3 separate regions of the Danio rerio genome follow, and regions 1 and 3 are each linked to region 2. The links are chromatin contacts, called in public HiChIP or PLAC-seq maps. All regions are on one chromosome and are shown on one strand. Each heading gives the region's core, a stretch centred on a gene start, on an enhancer-like site or on the middle of the called end of the contact. The rest is flanking DNA. Distances are from core to core; before and after follow the strand shown. Region 1 holds the start of chst1 (carbohydrate (keratan sulfate Gal-6) sulfotransferase 1). Region 2 holds the start of cry2 (cryptochrome circadian regulator 2). Region 3 holds the start of zgc:101566.

Region 1 (4,910 bases), core at 827-3,326, 150 kb before region 2:
AATCCTCGATGATAATATTCCACGTGGGTCCCTTACCAACTGTATAACCTTCAAATTAAGCCGAGGGTCTTCAATCAGTGCCTTAAGATCGTTGACCTCCGGGATACGCACCGTTTTAATGGCCACATGCCGTCTTTCTCGGCATGATTCGGTAGCTAGGGTCAAATTAAGAGAGGCACACTTCCGAACACAATCCCCCTCTTCTATATTGCCATCATTGGGGCTGAAAGCATCACAAACCGGCATAGAACAGAGGGCTTTGCTGGCTCCACGTCGAAACAGTTTATCCGTGGTGTGGTTTGCCGGCTGCGGTTTGATGTAACTCTCTAGGAAATACAAGTCGCAGTTGTACAGGCTTCTAAGAAGGTCACGACTGGCTCCCAGCATCACTCGGCGCTCCACAGCGTATCTGCTGGGAGAAAGGTGAGGGATTAAGGTCGTTTGGACATGATAGAGTGGTTCAAAGAGATAGAACACATCTGAGTGCTGGTTGAACAACTGTCCAACGAAAGAGGAGCCGCTGCGAGTGGTTGCCAAGATGAGGATGTGAGTCTTCCTTGAGGAATTGTAATTAAAATATGGGTACTCATCACACATCCGATCGAACGACTCCACATCCTGCCCCAAACCACAGTTCAGGGGGTTAGGAACAGGGCAAATATGAAAAGGCTTGGCTGTGAAAGTCCTGATTGCTGTGTATTGGATCGCTATGGACACCAATGCAAGCAGAATCACAGCCTTCCAGGAACATTGCATGGCTGGGTAACTTCATTTAGAGGATGCAGTCTGATTTGATCCTATCCACAAAGACAAAGCTGAAAAACAAAAGATCTCAGCGTGAGTTTGAAAACCAGGAAAAAGCAGAACATGAATTTGCATTGTATATAACATTATATAACATGCTATAATAATGAGTCAATACCAGAAACAAAAAAGCATATTTTAAATTTAGGATTTAAAGATTTAAACTAGAATGACTCCTTGTTAAATTCTGGGAAAAGCAAATCTCCTTTCAACACATATTACATTACATTCTGCTTCACAATGCAAGCCTTAAGCAGTCGCTTATTGCAGTATGACACTTTGATAAACTACTTAACGTTTTAATGCAGCCAAACTCTTACAACTAAACTGCTTCCTACAGGCTTTTACACAAGCCTGAGGTATTTTGTTTTTCCCTTGGGGAAATCAGCAAAGGTTCGTGCAAACCTGCGTCTAGAATTCAGGCAGGTTTCAAAATCGCTTCTTTTCCACAAACTGGCACCAGTTCAGGCACCTGTAGAGAGATGCTTTAATTGCAATCCCTCACAATACCATATGCATGCTTATTGTGAAATGTTTGAAAGGCAGCCGTCGTCGACCGCGCGCGTCGAGTTCTGATTTACCGCAGTGCAACACAACTCGGTATTCAGTTGAAAATAAAAAAATAGCAGATCCGATCTGACTGTATAAATCAGTGAGCAACTTATTCCCCCTATTCCAGCAGAAACATTTCCGAAATCCAGTTGCCTCGAAAATATCGTCAAAATAAACACTTCGATATACTTGCCTCATATAAAGCTGTATGAGAACATGACGAAAAATTAAACAAAAGAGAAAAAAATCACCATATGCCGTGATGGCTTCGCGTAGTCGTCCCGTAACGCCCGTCATAGACGCTTTATCGCTTTAATTCATATCTCCAAATGTCGAAGGGCTCCTTATTCCCTAAAAAAACGAAGAAAAGGTCGTATATCCTCAAGCAGCCCCATTCATGCTCGGGGAAAACATTCAAAGACAGGCTCCGCGGAGAGACAACGGATGAATAAGGTATTGATGCGCATCCTCAGACATCTCTCTGTGACTAAACGCGAAACGCCGGACAGATATTTCGTTGGTTTGTCGTGAGGAGAAGACTGAAGAGAGGTGTGCCAGTTGGTCCCAGATTAAGTCAAACGTAGACAGTCCTACGAATATTCATCCCCTTCCCTCAAAACCACAGTTGACAAAGGCTGAGGGAGGGGAAAACAGCACGGGGGGAGGCAGATTTGGTTCACTATACGCGTCCTCCCTTTGAACACGTCTGTGTTCAATGCTAAAGCCTATGAACGCCGAGTTAGTTTATATGAGGTGAACTGGTGGCATCTAGAAATTTCAGTTCGCTATATTTTTGACGAAAGCATGTATTTAGGAATATATGCGAGGGCAGACACGGCCAGCTGGTGGATTTCAGTACCGACTGACTGGAAGGCTGAAGATAATTATGTAATGCCACAGTATGTTTTTAAAAATAGTGTTTTTTGTTTATTATAAGTGGGTGTAGGTTCCTCAGACCTTGTTTTTTGCTCGTAATTTGTATTTTGTTTCATATATCTTTGTTGGTTATAATAATAGTGCTGTTATTGGTTTATTAACACTTTTTAGGTGTAGTAGCCATATATTTTTAATTCCACCGTTTAATACAAATGCATTTTGTATGTATAGAGTACCTAAATGAAGCAAAACTCTGGTTAAATTGAAGTTCTAATAGTTTAAAAGAAATCATTTTTGTTGTAGTAGTTGTGTATCAATCGCCTCACAGCAAGAAAGTCGCTGGTTTGAGCCCCGGCTGGGTCAGTTGGCAATTCTGTGTGGAGTTTGCATGTTCTCCCTGTGTTTGCGTGAGTTTGTTTGTATTAGCTAAATTGTCCGTAGTGTGTTAATAGGTGTATATGGATGTTTGCCAGTGATGGGTTGCAGCTAGAAGGTTGCTGTGTAAAACATATGCTGGATAAGTTGGTGGTTCATTCCACTGTGGTGACCCCTGATTAATAAAGCGACTAAGCCGAAAACAAAACGAATGAATGAGCAGTAGCAGTAAAGCCATGGTTAATTTTTGTAAAGTTTTGTATCTCATTTAACATTAGCTACACCATAACAAATATTATTTTCTTACTGTTCTTCAAAAACTTTCCTATGTTCATCCATGGAAAACAAAGCAGAACGCTCTGACTTTTCTTGTCCATATAAGCAAATGGAAACGATTAAGTTGTAAAATTCTAAAAGGCAAGGTGTGTCCATATACTGTAAATTGTGTGTTACAATAAACCATTAAAAAAAAAAAAACTAATTCGTTTAAACATTACCGTGTCACTGAATAGAAATGTTTGTTCAGATGTGCATCAGTGCATTGAGAGCATAGCTGATCTTTAATTCACACCACAGTTCTTGATTCAATTCAAAATTGGACAATCGAAGATTGGATAAACATTGCCTGGTCTGATGAGTCTCGATTTCTGCCGTTCGGATGATAGGGTCAGAATTTGCAATCAACAACATTAAAGCATCCTGTCTTGTAACAAACAGTTCAGACTGGTGGTGTAATGGTGTGGGGGATTTTTTCTTAGCACACTTTTGGTCTGTTAGTACCAATTAAGACTTGTGTCAACGCCACAGTCTGAGTAGTGTTGCTGACCATGTCCATCCCTTTATAACCGCAGTATACCCATCTTCTGATGGCTACTTCCAGCAGGATAACAAACACACCATGTCATACAGCGCAAATCATCTCAGACTGGTTTCTTGAACATGACAATGTGTTCGCTGTACTCAAATGGCCTCCACAGTCACCAGAGCTCAATCCAATAGAGCACCTTTGGGATATGGTAGAATGGGAGATTCGCATCATGATTGTGCAGGCGACAAATCTGCAGCAACTATGTGATGCTTTCACGTCTATATGGACCAAAATCTTTGAGAAATATTTCCAGTACCTTGTTAAATCTAGAACTAAGAAGGATTAGGGCAGTTCTGAAGGCAAAAGGGGGTCCAACCCAGTACAGTAAGGTGTACCTAATAAAGTGGCCGGTGAGTGTAATTTAATATTCATTCTTTCATTCATTTTTTTGTCGACGTAGTCCCTTTATTAATGCGGGGTCGCCACAGCGGAATGAACCGCCAACTTATCCAGCAAGTTTTTACGCAGCGGATGCCCTTCCAGCCGCAACCCATCTTTGGTAATCATCCACACACACATTCACACACACACTTATACACTACGGACAATTTAGCCTACCCAATTTACCTGTACCGCATGTCTTTGGACTGTGGGGGAAACCGGAGCACCCCGAGGAAACCCACGCGAATGCAGGGAGAACATGCAAACTCCACACAGAAACGCCAACTGAGCCGAGGTTCGAACCAGCGAACTTCTTGCTGTGAGGTGACAGCACTACCTACTGTGCCACTGTCTCGCCCGTAATTTAATATATTGTCTTAAAATATAATTAACTGCTTATATGAGACTTTCATTTTGCTTTTTTCTACATATCTGAAAGAGCCTGTTTCTTTTCACTCTCGTTGTATTGAAAATGAAATAGTAATTTAATTTCACTTAATCTAGAGTGAACTATTTCTTTCAACTTCAAAGGCTTTTTAAAACCAATATCTCATCATAATTGTCATTATTTTGCATCTTGGTTTTGATCTTAGCTTCAGGATAATGCCGTTTTAAAAATGAGATGGATGAAATGAATCCTTTCATTTCTTCTGTCTAAACTTCAATCTGTAAATACCTCAGCTAAATGTGCAACCATGGAGGAACTAATACACAACTCAACATGACCACAAAGCTGCACTCTTTCATTCTTCATCTCATCTACTGTCTTTTTCCTCTCTATCCTTTCATCTGAAGCCAGACATTGGCATTTAAAATGGGGCTTTTTCCCCCAGTTCAGTGTCTTGCAATCTCAGAAATGTGAGATTACGCTTGGCTTTTTGCGAAATCGGTTTTATCTTTGTGTGCTCAACGCAACCCCAATTTCAATCAGCGTGTGTACTCAAGCATTTGAAAACGTCGGCCTGCATATCGGCGAGCCAGTAGAGGGGTGAAGATGGGTGTGTGTCCCCTTTATCCACCATGCTGAGAGCCGGTAATAAGCTTTCAAGCGCAA
Region 2 (5,016 bases), core at 2,517-5,016:
GGTTCAACCACACATACCGGTTGCAAAAAAAAGACCAATTGCAATAGCAAACATGTCGCGTTGTCTGGTAGGATGTCATAATCGAAAGTCCAAAAATAAAAAACATAAATTTTAAATTTAACAGCTATCATAAGAGCTGAATGGAGTGACGACCTAATTAAAAATGCTGGACTCTTCAGTTCTCAGTTTATATAAAGTAAGTTCACGCTAAACTGAATCATACTCATTACTCGTTTTGGATTGCAGCAATGATTTCAGCAAAAACAGTTAAATATGGTTAATTCAACTGTTGACACTGAATGCTTAGAATGAAATGTTAAAATGTAAGTTCACATACCCTGCTGAACAGGTGCAGTTCGCTGTCAAAATGCAGTCTTTTTGCTTGTTGATGATTACCCAGGCCTTGTACAGTTCCATCTACTTTCCTTGTCTTAGGCTCAGCAGAACCTCGTTTTTAGCACAACATGTCATGGAACATTATTTCTTGCACATGATCACACAGAACAAAATTGTTGGCATACAGACTTGTAGGCCTTTCTTCTCTCTTGTAAATCACTTGGAGTTTTAATGAGATTGTCGTATATTTCGGCCTGGATGCTTGGCCATTTCGTCTTATCTAATATCCATTAGGAGGGTGCTATCGCAAATGGACCTGTCAGACGAATGCCGATCACTTTAACGTTAATTTTGCAGAATAACTGTGCTTATCACTGGGTGCCTAGCTGCTATTATACGCTGAAAGCATTATGGAAATAATATATATATATAATATGTATTCAATATAACTTATCTCTAATACAACAACAAAATCTGTTCCGCATTGGATGTCATTCCCTCGCTGTAAATGCTAGCACTCGCGTTTTTTTTTCTGCCACCTCGATGTGCACGCATCCTGAATGTTTACAAACTGGTAATTCACCTATTGTGAAACTCAACATCTTAAATTGAAACAAAGAGTCTCTCTAAGTTGAGTAGACACATTTTCAAGGCAGCTGGTGAGCTTTTTGAGTTTGTAAGTTTAACCAATGTGAAATGTTTTACAGTGTGGGATGATAGATAATTTACAAGAATGAACTCTTTAAATCTATTTCTACAGATTACAAGTACTGTTATTCTTTTATCCTCTCTTCTTTTATATTTTTCTTCCATATGCTGAAATGATTTAGATTTTAGAAGTCAAGAATTGTGCATTTTTAGTGCTATCTAGAGCAGAGATGCCCAAAGTAGGGTCCGCGGGCCAAAGTTGGCCAATGCTAACCTTTGATTTGGCCCACCATCCCATTTGAGAAGATAGTGAGAATGATGAGGCAAAAACAGGACAGAGGTCATTCATTTCAATTCAATGTAACCTTTTGTTTTTGTTTGTTTTGTCCTTTCCTTTGTTTTGTAAATGAATCAAATTTTTAAAAATGTAAATGCTGTCACTCGACAAATAGAGGACAATGGCATGTGCAGTTTAGTGTATCCAGCATTGAACTCAATGGTGTTATTAATGGGATTGTTGATGCTTTCACTGTAATGAATTCATTTCAGATTCAGACATTTTTATAGACTGCATTAGTTAATATAACTTATCTTTAAATATTAGGAAAGAAATTAGGAAATTACTCAATACAGTTTGATTTACCTTCTGCCCACAGCCGACTTTTCTCATAAGAAAAAGTTTGGGCACCCCTGATCTAGAGGCACAAGTCTACTTTCTGTTCTAGAAATCAGTAGACAAAAGAGGATGGTCAGTGAAGAGCTGAAATATGTAAATGAATATGGTTCAATAATAATTTGGTTTCGTAATTAAAATTGCTCGGCTCAGTTGGCGTTTCTGTGTGGAGTTTGCATGTTCTCCCTGAGTTTGTGTGGGTTTCTTCCGGGTGCTCCGGTTTCCCCCCACAGTCCAAAGACATGCGATACAGATGAATTGATTAGGTTAATTTGTCCGTAGTGTATGAGTGTGTGTGTGGATGTTTCCAGAGATGGGTTGCGGCTGGAAGGGCATCTGCTGCCTAAAAACTTTCTTGGATAAGTTGGCGGTTCATTCCGCTGTGGCAACCCCGCATTAATAAAGGGACTAAGCCGACAAGAAAATGAATGAATGAATGAATTAAAATTGCTCTAGGATGTATTGCTTCATCATTATGTTATGCACAAGGAGTTCATACAGATGAGGTAAATTAAGAAGCTCTGAAAATAGAGTAAATTGTAGTTTAAAAATCAGTCTCTCTAGAGGCCAGTGCATGAACGGATTCACAACTACAGCATAAAAGTTCACTTGTTTAAGCTCACGTTTCATCTTGGTTAAAGTTACTCATTAATTGACGGAGTTGTCGTAAGAGAGAAAACATTGTGCATTAACTAATTATTATTTTTATAAAAAATAAAAGATAAGACATGCATGTTGCTAGAGTGGAGCTGCACAAACTAGGTAACATAAATAATGTATTATTATAGTATTGATTACATTATTGCACTTTTGATGCACAATTATTTATATTATAGTATTAAAAGATGCATTCATTCATTTACGTTTCGGCTTAGTCCCATTTTTAATCAGGGGTCGCCACAGCCGAATGAACCACCAACTTATCCATCATATGTTTTACGCAGCAGATGCCCTTCCAGCTGCGACCCATCACTGGGAAACACCCTTACACTCTCATTTACACACACACTACAGACAATTTAGCTCACCCAATTCACCTATAGCCATGTCTTTGAACCTGTGGGGGAAACCGGAGCACCTGGAGGAAACCCACGCAAACACAGAGAGAACATGCAAACTCCATACAGAAATGACCCAGCCGAGGCTCGAACCAGCAACCTTCTTGCCGCAAGGCGACTGTGCCACAGTGAAACCCTAGTATTAACCCTAGTATTAATAGTATTTGTGAGAATTAACTTTTTTCACCAATACATTTTATTATTTTATATGAGAAATTATTTGAAAATATATATTTCTTTGTTACAATGTTCGTGTACATCTATATTGTTATTATTTGCAAGAATTAAATTTTTTCTACCACACATTTGCTCATTATATAATATAATACTATATTATAGATTGATTTACAGACAGGCAGGCAGACAGACAGATAGATAGTATAGTAATGTACTACTGTAACAGTTATACATAAATATTATTTTTATTATTTTACTGTAAAGATTCTTTGTTTCGTTCATATTACTTTTTTAAAGAGGCTAGTCAGACAGGTTGAAACACTGACCCATGGGCATGTGAGCCAAACCTGACCTCTATTTCAGCCACAGTAACCTTAAAAGTTCATTGACCATAATCTGAACCCTTTATTTATCTGATCTCGTTAATGTGAAGAACAACCGCGAGGAGGCGCAAAAACACCACTCAACTACAACTGCGTTTGCTCAGGATCCTCTTATAAAACATGTTTGGCATCTGCAAGTGTGCATACACACACACATCAGTATGGGAGAAATACATTCCTCATTCTCCAGCTGTGGTGTGGCGTTGCTCGCTGCAGACGGTATTTTGCAAAGAGCACTTGACTCTGCGCGTGACTTGAGTGTTGTTACCAAGTTGCACGAATTGATGTCATAATTTGACGATGAACATGGCGAACAACACACCAAAGAAACGTGACGGGGCTGGACCTGCATCGTGAGCCCGAGCCAATCACAGCTCGGAGGCCCGAGTCACTCATTCCGGTAATCCGTACACGTGTCCGCCCGCTGGCCAATGAACGCGGGGAGAGGCGGAAAAAAACCATTGCGTCTGCTGTGTCTGCTCCCCATCTCAAACTCTACACTGAACCACAATGTGCGTGCAGGACGGCTGAAATCGCGAATTGTTTACTCTTCTGGATTTCCTTGGAACTTTTACGATGGAATAAAGCGCTATTATGGTGGTGAATTCGGTGCATTGGTTTCGCAAAGGGCTGCGGCTTCATGATAATCCGGCTTTGCAGGAAGCTCTAAATGGCGCGGATACTGTACGGTGTGTTTATATTTTGGACCCGTGGTTTGCAGGCTCGGCTAACGTGGGAGTCAACCGATGGAGGTGGGTTTCACTTATTTTTTGGCGTGTTGTGGTTATGTTGAAAATTAGGATATGTTGTTTTGGTGTTTTAGTGATTATTGGAAATGGTAACGTTAGCGGTTAACTGCGCAGCTCTTTTGCACAAACGCTGCTGTTTTGGCCTTATGTCTGATATGTAAGTCTGAAATGTAATTTTACCGTAATATGTTCGTGTGAATGTCGGATTTAAGTGGTAAATGACGTATTTATTATATATACATAAAAAAACTTAACACGCTTGCGTGCGGCCCTGGTTGATGTTTTGACTAAGTTAGTTTAACAAACTTTGTTACTCAACTTAAACACCAATGATTGAACTATTTAAAATGTTATTTCCTTTTTTAAACACCGATTGATAAACTAATGTTTATTTGCGTGAATTGTGTAATTCCGTGGCGGTGCCATGAGAGCAAATGGAGGCTAATGATAACAGGCTAGTCGTTTTGCTCACGCCCACTTCGGTTTTATATAACGGCTAAAATTACCAATTTCGTTACTGCGTCATTGAGTGTTTTCTCGATGAACTCTAAATCTTTATAGACTGAAACTGATGTAAAGTGTGTGTAAAATGTTGTTTTCGTATGCAAAAGCTCGAGTCACGTGACGGAGCGATTGTATTTTCACGTGTTGTGTCTTAGCAGACATGCCGAGGGAGGGATGCGGTGTTTGAATGAACAAACCAGACATAATGTATTGTGAAATCTGTCAAAACGTTGTCAAATATTTTGATTATTTTGTTTATGTGCCCATTTTTCTTATGTTGTAATAATAATAATTATTATTATAATTATTATAAACATTGTGCATGATTAATAAGACAATAACGTTACTCAATATCTAGTTTAGTTAAAATATGTTTGTTAGCTTTCGTAAGTTTATGATTCATTCCAATGTCTCGTCTTTTAAAGCCATTGAATAAGATTTGTGACTTTCTGCTGTCCTCGAAGAACGAGTTCACCCGCAAATAACAT
Region 3 (4,564 bases), core at 1,357-3,856, 220 kb before region 2:
GGATTTTAGCTTTTGATATTGTCAAGTCCTTTGTTTCTTCCTTCTAATGTACAGCCTTTCTGTTTATATGGTGTTCATGTATCTCATGATGTAATAGTCATTTATTTGTACTTACCTAACTTCTAGTCTGTCTTGGCTTTACATTATTCTTTCTTTTTATATATATAACACAGCAATATTTTAACTTCTGTTATTATAGAACAAGTCTACCTGGGTGGGGAGTGAAGATTCGGGGTTGTTTTATGATATAGTCGTATGTTGTATGCTCTCTTTATTAAACAAAAACTGAAATAATAAAAACAATTGTTCACAAAAAATATATATATATTTTCAAAATTATGTTTTAACAGAGCAAGGAATTTGTCACAGTATTTCCAATAATATTTTTTTTCTTCTGGAGAAAGTCTTATTTGTTTTATTTTGGCTAGCATAAAATTTTAAAAGTTTTACATTAAAAAAAAAAAAAAAACTTTTTAAGGTCAAAATTATTAGCCCCCTTAAGCAATATTTTGTTTCGATTGTCTAAAGAACAAACCATCATTATACCATGACTTATTTTAACTTGCCTAGTTAACCTAATTAAGCCTTTAAATGTAACTTTAAGCTGAATACTAGTATCCTGAAAAATATCTAAAATATTATGTACTGTTTGCATGGCAAAAATAAAAGAAATCAGTTATTAAAACTAGAAAACAAATCTTCTCTCCCTTAAACAGAAATTGTACAAAATATACAGGGGGCTAATAATTCTAACTGTATATTTGTATCGTTATTATCCAAATGTTCTGAAATCTGCACAATTCACTTAAATGACCTACAACAAGGTGAAAACGGTGATTTTCGCAAAAAGGTGACAAGTTTGTACCCCTGGCATGTACATTTTATTAAGTAAATGTATATGTTTTGAGACTTATCTAGCTCCATAGTAATGTAGCATTCTAATTGAATATTTGCTAAACAGATCAAGTCCATTCATGCCCTCTTTTAACTGTTTCTGAATTCTGTTTTAAAAGAAAAGTTTCACTCACAGTGAACTCTGACATGGATGCAGAACCACATCAATTTCACTTCCGGCCAATAAAAGCCGAATCCACCTCCGTTTCACCTCTAGTCTTCTTTTTGATGAGGTAATATATTATTCAGCAGCATGTAAGAGGCAGTTTGTCAGAACAAACGGTGGAGACATTAAAGGTTTCTCACCTTTTCTCAGCTGTCATTACTGTCAGCGTAATCCTCTGAATCACTGTCAGAAAACACAGATCTGTAGAGCCAACGTTTTATAAAACATAAATAAAGAAGTGTAGCTAATCTGGGACATGTGTTGCTCTTAAAGGGACAGTATATTCAAAAAGAAAAATTTGCATGCAATCTAAAATGTAGGTGATTTATTTTCTACAGTACCACACTGATGCAGCTTTTTAGCTGATATTGTGGTGTTTGCTGATTCATAAAATCAAGTCAAAAAAATTATAATAGCCATGTCTCATGTAGGCATATGATTTTGATGGTATGATAACCTTGGATACAAATATTACTGCTTTATGGTATTGTGATCACTGCTCTAAAATATATATTTTTTAAAACTTTTTCCCCTTTGAACACAATATATTTTATTTTATTTTAAGAAACATTAAAAATTTTAACAAATCACGATATACCATGAAAATGGTTATTGTCCATTGCCTAGTCTCATAACAATACATTGAGTTTGTATTGTGAATTATGAAGTGATGTTGTATGTTTAGGCCTACAGCAGAGGAGGACATGTTGCATTGTTAATATGTTATATAACAAAATTATTAATAAATAGTATCACTTCACAAGTTAGTTTGTTACAGTTGTTGAAAAAGGATGAAAATGGTGGATAGAACAAAAACCGTCACATCTACATTTATTTGTCCAAAACTTTAACTTTTAGATAAAACTTTTTGATAAAAGTAGTTTTTTTAGGTAAAAATTAAACACTTTGTTTGAGTCTAAGGTTGTAAATATGATTGTTTTGCTTCTTAAACCTGAACATACAGTACAGTATCAGCTTTGTTTGCCTTTTATATGTTTTGTTGCCACTCAATAACAAAGTCAAGGAATCCATTTTTAACTGAATATCTGTTCTACTAAGTTAAAAAGTCACATACTTATACTTTGAGTTGATTAAAAGTTATTTTACAATTTAGAAAAAAGTATGTTTGAAACTCAGCTTTTGTACAATACAGTTTTTTTTTTTTTTTTTTTTACAAATAACTAGGTTTGAATATACTAAAGCACTGTTAACCAGGAACAGTTATAACAGTTAAATAATCCAAAACTACAAACAATAAGCCATAATATGTTTAAAAATCTAATTTAAATAAACTGCCTTGTTGTTGAAGCTTTAAACATCCAAATACAAAAAAGGCCTCGATATTTTGAAAAAACACAGAAAGGCTAGATATGTCACAGAAATCTTCTGTTCTGGTTTACCTGATGGAAGATGAGACGTTAAAATGTCGTCTCGGTCCCTATTGAACATTTACTGAGGTAAATTGTGCTAAAATACACCCAAAATTTCCTCCTCCTCATCATCTGAATATAATAACCTTCTGCTGCCGCCTATCGACGAACAACAGCATGATCCCTCGAATTCCGTAAACATCCCCAACGTCACTTCCGCTTACATTCGCATAAAAAACATAGCAAACGCTGTATTTATTTCGTATTAAGCGCAATTTCCATCCTACTTTCTGCGTCTCCATCAATACTGAAGTGCAGAGACGCCCTTTCCAAACCACGGCTGTATAAATAGCCTCAGTGATGAAGGTGAGTGGAGGATTTGCTTTTGTTTTGCGTGACAGTATTAAAAGCAAACCTGTTCTTACCTCATTCTGCACGAGCTCAAACTGTTGAATATTTATAATATATTTAAATACATACTTAAGCTTGTTTGGGGTGTGCCAATAACTGCGATTTCGCCGTATTGATGTCAAATTATTACCTCTGATAATGGATAAGGTTATGATGAAACCTTAAACAGGACAGCTGACATTGAGTCGATGTCTAAATATACCATCCCAACTGCGTGATTATGCAAAATATAGCCTGCTCTACGAGCTTTGCAGGTGTACTTTTGTTTGTTTTTGCTGCCAGAAAAGTTTATTTTAGTTGTGTTATAGGTGATGATGATGATGATGATGATGATAATGATGGTGATGATGATAATTATTATGGTATTTGAGTCATGTTATGTATTATATTTTGCACAGTATAACTATTAAGTAAATATGCGTTGTTTGTTATTTAAGTAAGTATTTTTATAAATGCATTTAGCATAATTTTATAAATGTCAGATAATTAATTAAAGCTTTTATATTTAAACCATGACATGTTGTCAGGAGATCTGCCATCAAGTTGATGCTCTCATGTAACTTCAAATGAAATTTTGGTATTTGTTCAAAATGGTATGTTTTAGAATTGAATAAACTACTTAATGCTACAAAAACAACATATAAAGGATACTTTGTTAATATTTTATGTGATACAGATGGTATGTTTGGTGACATACACTGTATTTTGACTTGTTTACATTGAAGCATGTTTATGTATCAACTGTACAAACTGTATCATTTTGTTAATTTAAGGGCCCAAGTACAGAGACTGAGGTGATTGAGGAAGCACCTGCTGACCCAAATAATGAAGAACTTCCACCTTATCTGCGTGAAGAACCACCTGAGGGTATGTTCTGCCTTGTTTATGCTTTCATAATGTTTTGATCTTGGTTACAACTTCGAGCATGAAGATTAATTGAATATTGTGGTAATTATTTTGATCAATAAAAATATGTTGAGTATGTGATGATGATATGGCAGTAAGAAAATGATTTATATGAAGAGATAAATAAAAAATGTATGTTTTAGGACTTTAGGACAATTTTTAAAAACTTTTTAAGGGGATGTTTAAAGAAAACAAAAGTTATTGTTGCACATTATATCGAAGCGGTTCATCTGCGGCTACTAGTTGGTTTGAGATTGGAATAGGTGTAGACATTAATTAAACACAATTGAATGGGTAAATTATTAAGTAAAAGAAAAACATCTTGTTCACTTCTTGATGCAGCTGTATTCTTTTTAGCGACATCCTTGGAGGGCTAATGTCCTGCAGATTTTAGCTCCAACGCTAATCAAACACACCTGAATAAGCTTGTAGTTGTAGTTGTAGTTGTAGTTGTAGTAGTAGTAGTAGTAGTAGTAGTAGTAGTAGCTGCTGCTCCAACCCTAATTAAACACAACCGAACAAGCTTGTAGTAGTAGTAGCTGCTGCTCCAACCCTAATCAAACACACCTGAACAAGCCAGTACTAATAGTAGTGGTAGTAGTAGCAGCTCCAACCCTAATCAAACACACCTGAACAAGCTTGTAGTAGTAGCTTCTTTTACTAAAATCAAACACACCTGAGCAAGCTTTTCGTAGTAGTAGTAGCTGCCTCTCCAACTCATAATCAACCACACCTAAACAAGCTAGTAGTAGTAGTAGTAATAATAGCATTAGTAGCTCTAACCATAATCAAACACGCCTGAACAAGCTAGTAGTAG

Evidence for each region. HiChIP or PLAC-seq counts read pairs in DNA pulled down with a chosen protein or histone mark.
Region 1: an H3K4me3 HiChIP or PLAC-seq map of embryo shows a contact between it and region 2, with 3 times the contacts expected there. The contact joins the promoter of chst1 here to the promoter of cry2 in region 2. A contact is called at or near these places in 1 of 18 Hi-C or Micro-C datasets (caudal fin) and 1 of 4 datasets of contacts at active chromatin or transcription factors (embryo).
Region 3: a contact with region 2 is called in an H3K4me3 HiChIP or PLAC-seq map of embryo, with 4 times the contacts expected there. The contact joins the promoter of zgc:101566 here to the promoter of cry2 in region 2. A contact is called at or near these places in 2 of 4 datasets of contacts at active chromatin or transcription factors (caudal fin and embryo).

Annotation. Positions count from the first base shown.
Region 1 is chr25:14,955,766-14,960,675 of GRCz12tu, reverse strand. chst1 (carbohydrate (keratan sulfate Gal-6) sulfotransferase 1) reads right to left here and starts at 2,076. Exons shown (of 2, transcript NM_001003518.3): 1 at 1,608-2,076; 2 at 1-815. The coding sequence starts at 756.
Region 2 is chr25:14,803,165-14,808,180 of GRCz12tu, reverse strand. It overlaps cry2 (cryptochrome circadian regulator 2), which reads left to right and starts at 3,766. Exons shown (of 11, transcript NM_131786.2): 1 at 3,766-4,027. The coding sequence starts at 3,870.
Region 3 is chr25:15,026,540-15,031,103 of GRCz12tu, reverse strand. zgc:101566 reads left to right here and starts at 2,606. Exons shown (of 3, transcript NM_001005996.2): 1 at 2,606-2,796; 2 at 3,615-3,708. The coding sequence starts at 2,791. LOC141380932 (a long non-coding RNA gene) reads right to left here and starts at 2,636. Exons shown (of 3, transcript XR_012400324.1): 1 at 2,461-2,636; 2 at 1,201-1,261; 3 at 1-1,115.